2 separate regions of the Gossypium arboreum genome follow, and region 1 is linked to region 2. Evidence: chromatin contacts called from public Hi-C data. All regions are on one chromosome and are shown on one strand. Each heading gives the region's core, a stretch centred on a gene start, on an enhancer-like site or on the middle of the called end of the contact. The rest is flanking DNA. Distances are from core to core; before and after follow the strand shown.

What was found. A called contact is a pair of places that touch in the nucleus more often than the background predicts.
Region 1: a contact with region 2 is called in a Hi-C map of leaf, with 3 times the contacts expected there. The contact joins the promoter of LOC108466186 here to the enhancer-like site in region 2. A contact is called at or near these places in 2 of 5 Hi-C or Micro-C datasets (both in leaf).

What each region holds. Positions count from the first base shown.
Region 1 is chr7:12,075,613-12,078,846 of ASM2569848v2, forward strand. LOC108466186 (chromatin remodeling protein EBS-like) reads left to right here and starts at 1,905. Exons shown (of 5, transcript XM_017766541.2): 1 at 1,905-2,199; 2 at 2,373-2,715; 3 at 2,835-2,903. The coding sequence starts at 2,127.
Region 2 is chr7:11,819,267-11,822,576 of ASM2569848v2, forward strand. No RefSeq gene overlaps it. Among protein-coding and RNA genes, the nearest start is that of LOC128295186, 35 kb to the left of the region's middle. Within about 2 kb of position 1,600, at least 2 of the 2 cell types and tissues checked have an H3K27ac peak or open chromatin away from gene starts, as enhancers often do. A contact at or near this core is called in leaf, where this site is marked.

The DNA of each region.
Region 1 (3,234 bases), core at 655-3,154, 260 kb after region 2:
ACATCATCAAATTACTCAAGCATTCAACAATGGAAACATGAAAAATCTTTAACAATTTTGAAATCTAAGGTACGGGCTAGCTAGAATACGAAGCAATGATCTCAAAAACGTAAAAATCATTAAAAACCGAAAAAAATGGACTTACAATTGAAGCTCAAAGTGATCGAACCCTAAAACACCAAAAATGGAGTCTCCCTTTCTTCTTTTCGGTGAACAATTGAAGAATATGAAAGCTTTTTCTTTTTCTTTTTAGTATTTTATCATAATTAATAACTAATTTACTATATTAACCTTAAGTATATAACATTAAAATTCATTTATACATGTCCATTAATGTCCACTTACCTTTCAAATGGCTTAATTACCATTTAAGGACCTTTAATTTAATGTTCTATAGCTATTGGACACTTTTAGCTAATAGAACACAAGTTTTACGCTTTACGCGAATTAGTCCTTTTTACCGAATTAAGCATTCAAATAGTAAAATTTCTTTACGAAACTTTCACACAGTAATTCTATCATGTTGTAAACTTTAATAAAATAATAAAATAAATATTTTTACCTTGAATTTATGGTCCCAAAATCACTGCTTTCGATTTGACTAAAAACAAGTCATTATAATAATTATTTGATTTTATGATATTATAATATACCATACCCACAATGTAATTGAAAAATAATGATATTTAACATATAAAAATTATATACAAGGAACAATATATAAAAAATTAGTTGAAACTTGTAAATTTTTTTAACATAATGATATTAATTATATAATTACATATTAATTATTTTGTTTATATAAATAAAGGAATTATTAATTAAAACATAAATTAAAAATAAAATAAAATAACTTGATAACAACAATTTTATTAATTAAGAATTTAAAAAAGGAAAGAAAATGTTTGAAGCAACATAGAGAAAAATAAAAACAAAAATGGCTAGGAAGGAATTAAACAAAAGTCACAACATGACAACATCAACATTAACCACTAAGCCAAGAATTATGACATATTAATAAGAAGCGCTTCCTAAAAGTGCATTTTATTGAAACATATAATAAAATATTCCTTAAATTACAATATTTTCTTATAACTACCAAAATCATTAATTATTTATTCAAATTCCTAATCAACAACACAAATTTCTAATTAAATACTAAAATTGTATTGAAAACCCAAATTTATAAAAATTCTTTATTTTTTTAAAAATTGTTAATTAAAAATTGAAAAATTTATAATGCCAAAAAATTTATAATTTTTATGATTTTTAAAATTTTTAATTAACAATTTTTACAATTTTATAAAGTTGAGTTTCCAATAGTACTTTGAGGATTTTGAGTCAATAAGTGATGGTTTTATTGATTGTTAGAGAATGCTATTATTTATGAGATATATTATAATTTAAAAAATATTTTATTATGTGTCATATAAAGAGATTGTGAATCGATGACATGAAACGTTGACTCCAAATGTTGACCGATATTGACTGGTCAACATGCCACATCATCTATTTATATGACACGTAACAAAATATCTCACAAATTACAATATTTTTTAACAACTATTAAAATCATTAACTATTGACTCAAATTTCTAATGAAAATACAATTTTCTAAGTAAATATTAAGAGTCTTATTGAAAAATCAACATTATAAAAATTCTTAAAATATTTTTAATTAAAAACTGTAAAATTTATAATGCCAAGGAATAATATTATGATTTTTCAACATATATGAATAATAAAATAAATAAAATTGGTGAATAAATCTATTTATATAATAATATCTCTATTAATTCCTGACTGATTAATTTGATAGAAGCTCCCCCTAAAAGTGCAACGGGTGTATAACATTGATATGCTGACGTGTCGTCCTATTCCAAAAAAAATAAAAATTACTGCTTTTATTTGTCTATTTTTTTTCTTTTTCGATCGCTTCCGGATCTTCTCTTACAAACAGTCCTTTTATTATCTCCCAGTTGTTAGGGTTTGTTTCTTTGTCTCCCTCTTCTCTCTCTCGATTCCTTCATTTCCATCCCCCAATTCTCCCTTTTCTTTTTCACCATTTAAAACATCAACGAAAATCTCAGTCTTCCTCACATTTTCATTCACAAACCAACCCTTTCATGGCCAAGACCAAACCTGGCAAGAAGGACCTTGATTCCTACGCTATCAAAGGCACCAACAAAGTTGTTCGTCGTATGTTTCTATCTAAACCCATCTCTTTCTTTTTCCTTTTTACATTTCAAAAACATCCCAAAATTCGTTTTCGTTTTTTCTTAGACCTTTCTTGTCTTAAAATTTATAACTCGCAAATGTGTTTGGATTTTGGGAAATGGTTGGATATATTTTATATTTGGTTTGTTTTGCAGCTGGTGATTGCGTGCTGATGAGACCGTCGGACTCCGATAAGCCACCGTACGTGGCTCGTGTAGAGAAGATCGAGGCCGACCATCGGAACAATGTGAAGGTTCGAGTTCGATGGTACTATCGGCCGGAGGAGTCTATTGGGGGGAGAAGACAGTTCCATGGAGCCAAGGAGCTCTTTTTATCAGACCATTATGATGTGCAAAGTGCCCACACCATTGAAGGAAAGTGTATCGTCCACACTTTCAAAAACTACACTAAGCTTGAAAATGTTGGTGCTGAAGATTACTTTTGTAGGTTCGAATATAAGGCCGCCACCGGTGGTTTCACTCCGGACCGGGTGGCAGTGTGAGTACCTTCGGTTTTTTCTTATGTTTTGGGGTTAAGTTTAGGGTAATTTTCTTTTTCCAGTGTCTTATATGTTCTTCGAGTTTGTTCACTAACTCTTCGGGGTTTCGGTTTTGAAGGTATTGCAAATGTGAGATGCCATATAACCCGGATGACCTTATGGTGCAATGCGAAGGATGCAAGGATTGGTAAATTCCTTGCTCACTTATTTCATTCTGCAATCAATGTGAACTGTTCACCTTCCTTGTGCTTGTGTGTGTAGAACTGGAGATTAAATTCATTTATTTTTGGTGGTTTCATATTGATTTGTGAGCTGAAAGGGTTTCTCACTAATGTTGCACTTACTTTTGCTCTAGTTTTAATTTAAGTCTGCCTAAGTTTTTAACTCAGCTACTTCGGATGTTTAAATATAATATGCTAATCCTACTAGGTTGTTACCATGAAAAAGTTGCTTTTTTTTTTCTTTCCTTTTTCGATTAATTGGTACTCTTGAGTCTTGAAGCAAAGGATATTTGCATG
Region 2 (3,310 bases), core at 350-2,849:
ATCCAGACAACGGTAAAATTTGATGTACAAGATAGCAATATATATACGTAACACCCAAGACATGAGGATGATAATTAGAGCTCAAAAAGTTGTTGGTGTCAATCCGAGTTTGAAAATTTTGAAGTTTGTAATAGGTTTACTCTTGAGAAAATTTAAGTTTGAGAAAATTTGAGCCTGCCAGAATTTAAAATATAAAAAGTTTGAGCATGTAATAAACTTAAACTCGAAATAAGTATGATTTAAAGTAAAAAAAAGTCCGACTTCATAACTGAATAACTATAATAAACATTAATAAATAATATAAATTTATGGTATTACTTAAAATATAAATAAATGATGATTTCTTATTTTATTTTATTTTGAAAATGTATTTATAAAATCTGAAATAAATGGTAAGAAACGAGTTCATGCAGCTCATAAAATCCAAGTTTGAGATTACCATGATCGAAGAACTCACGTACTTTCTCGGATTACAAGTTAAACAACTAGGAGGAGTATATTTGTCAATCAAAAAATATATGCAGCTAACATGGTGAAAAAGTTAAAACTAGAGCAAGCCAAGAATGCTCGGACTCCCATGGGCTCAAGTGAGAATCTCAGAATAGACAAGAAAGATGTCCCAATTGATAGCACAATCTATCAAAGCATATTTTGAAGCTTACTTTTTTTGACGGCTAGCAGGCCAAATATCTATCAAAGCATGGGTGTACGTGCTCATTTTCAAACTAACCCAAAAGAATCACATCTCAAAGCAGTGAAACGAGTCACCAAATATGTGAAAGGTACTATTGACTATGGGCTTTGGTTCACAATGGATACAAACATGGCTCTTGTTGGATATAGTGATGCAGATTGGGCTAGCAGTGTTGATAATTAAAAAAGTACCTCCGAGGGATGTTTCTTTTGGGAGAATGATCTAGTATCTTGGAATAGCAAGCTCTCAACAACTGAAGCCGAGTATATAGTGGCAAGAAGTTGCTGCATTAACTCATTTGGATAAAACAAATGCTTCAGGATTACCACGTTCTAATGGTGTATTGTGACAATTAACATTTCGAAGAATTGGGTATTGCACTCCCGCACTGAACATATTGAGATTCGACATTACTTTATCCGAGAATTAGTTGAAAACAATATGGTGGAATTGAAGTATATTTCAACAAAGAAGCAATTAGCAGATATTTGGTTTGAATGCCTAAGAGGGTCTCTTGGGCTGTGTCGGATATGAGATCATTTACAATTTTTTATTGTTACTTATTTTCTCTCTCTTCTCTCTTTGTTTTGGAAGGAATTCCGTTGGGCATTAAATTCTTCAAAGTCTTATCGTTCTATTGATGAAAGAGAGAAGAAAGACTCCTCCTTGGGACTTTAAGTCTCTACTCGCCGGTTCCTATCTCCATCCCTTTCCATTCGTTTTTTTTTTCTCTCCATTGAGTAAACATGGGAAGAATGAAAAGAAATGCTAAATGAAAACTTGGAGGGTCTCCAAGCTCCCCCCCGTCAAAGTTGTTGATAACCCATCACAAGAAATTGAAGCACCGTCTACCCCTCCTCATCAAAGTACCGCAATGCCGAAACAGGGGACTGACACTTTGAGTAATTTATCACGCTCTTCAGTTGTTGCCATTAAAGAAATAGACACGATTCTTGCCCAAATTGAACAGACGTAAAATGTTCCAAAAGAGCTGACAACAGTCGTTGAATCCGACAATAGCTTGACGAATTTTGATGAGGAATAAAACTCGTCCCAAGAAGAGGTTAAAAGAACCAACAGAGACACCCGAAGTATAAATTAATTATTCTGTTTAATTTTTTAATTTAACTCGACTCAAATTTTATTTCTCTCGATTTAATTTGAAAATATTTTAAATTAAATTAAAAAATAAAATATGACTTGTCAACTCTATTAATTCGACATTATTTTCACTCAATTTAATCGAATACTCACCTCTAATAAGAGTCGATTACATTTTGTCCTTTTACTAAAAAAATAAATAAATTAGTCCCTACATATTAAATCAAAGGACAAATTAATTTTTTAGTTTAAAATTATATCTAATTCTATTATTAAAAACTAGTATGATTAAATAAAATAATTAAATTGTTATACATTATGTGCTATTTATACCATAAGTAGACATATAAAAATAATTTTAATAATAATAATGAATAAAAATTTTAATAGAAAAATCAAATTTATTTTTAATCTAATATATAAAATTTAATTTATAAAACAAAACATAATCCCATTTGTAACATAAGTGCCTTCATAATGTGCATAGAGTTTGGACAAAAAGCAGTGGGCTGCCGTCTCGTAAAAGCAAATAACATTTGAGAGAATTGCAATGCAATTCAATAATACAGAGCATGTGACCGAGTCGACAGACAGAGGCCATTACTTCCAACTCTAAACTGAGTTGTCACACCTGGCTATGCAACTCAGCTCTGACGCTTCTCGACAAATAGCTTCTCCTTTTTTTTTTCTTTATTTTCAAACTGTAATTTTTAAAAGAGGTTATTGAGTATTTAGTATTTTTTTCCCCGGAAAAAATTCTCCCTCCACCATCTGCTTTCATTAAACAAAAAATTTTGATTGAAGCAAATATGCAAAATAGATAGCGTATTCAACCTCCAGCTACAAAAATTAATTCCTTTTTTACGAGTATTTTTCAAAAAGGTACATAAAATATACTTTATTATTACGGATAAGTATTGAACCCCAACTATGTAGTTAAAGCATGAAGTAATCAACTATCACACAATATTTCATGATTAAACTCTGTAACAAGATTGATTCAGGTCAAATTAGCACTCAATAATTAAAATTCATATTAAATCATAATTTTGTAATCAAACCAGTTAATTGAATTGTTAAATATGACTCCTATTTTCAATTAAATTTGAAAAATAATCTTTCAGTTAAACTCTGTTTATTTATTTCAATCAAACACGAATTAGTTTAGATTATTTTATTATTATTTGACCTATAAATTTAGCCTATAAATAGGCTCTTTTACAACTTTAGAAAAACACACCCATTAGATATTAGAACTCATAACACTTTAGAGATTTTTGTGTTTACGTTTTGATGGTTCTTTGTTTTCGAGTTTTCGGGGTTTAGTCTTTATCTCCATCTTTTGTACTCTTCGTTCTTTTGCCATCATAGTAAAATTATCTTTACCCGTAGTTTTTTATCCTCTTTGGAGGGGTTTTTCCACGTTAAATTTACGTGTTCAATTTCTCAATTTATTCCTCTATTTTTCTTGTTTGCTGCTTAATCAGGTTGATCCTAACATGAATAAATTATTAA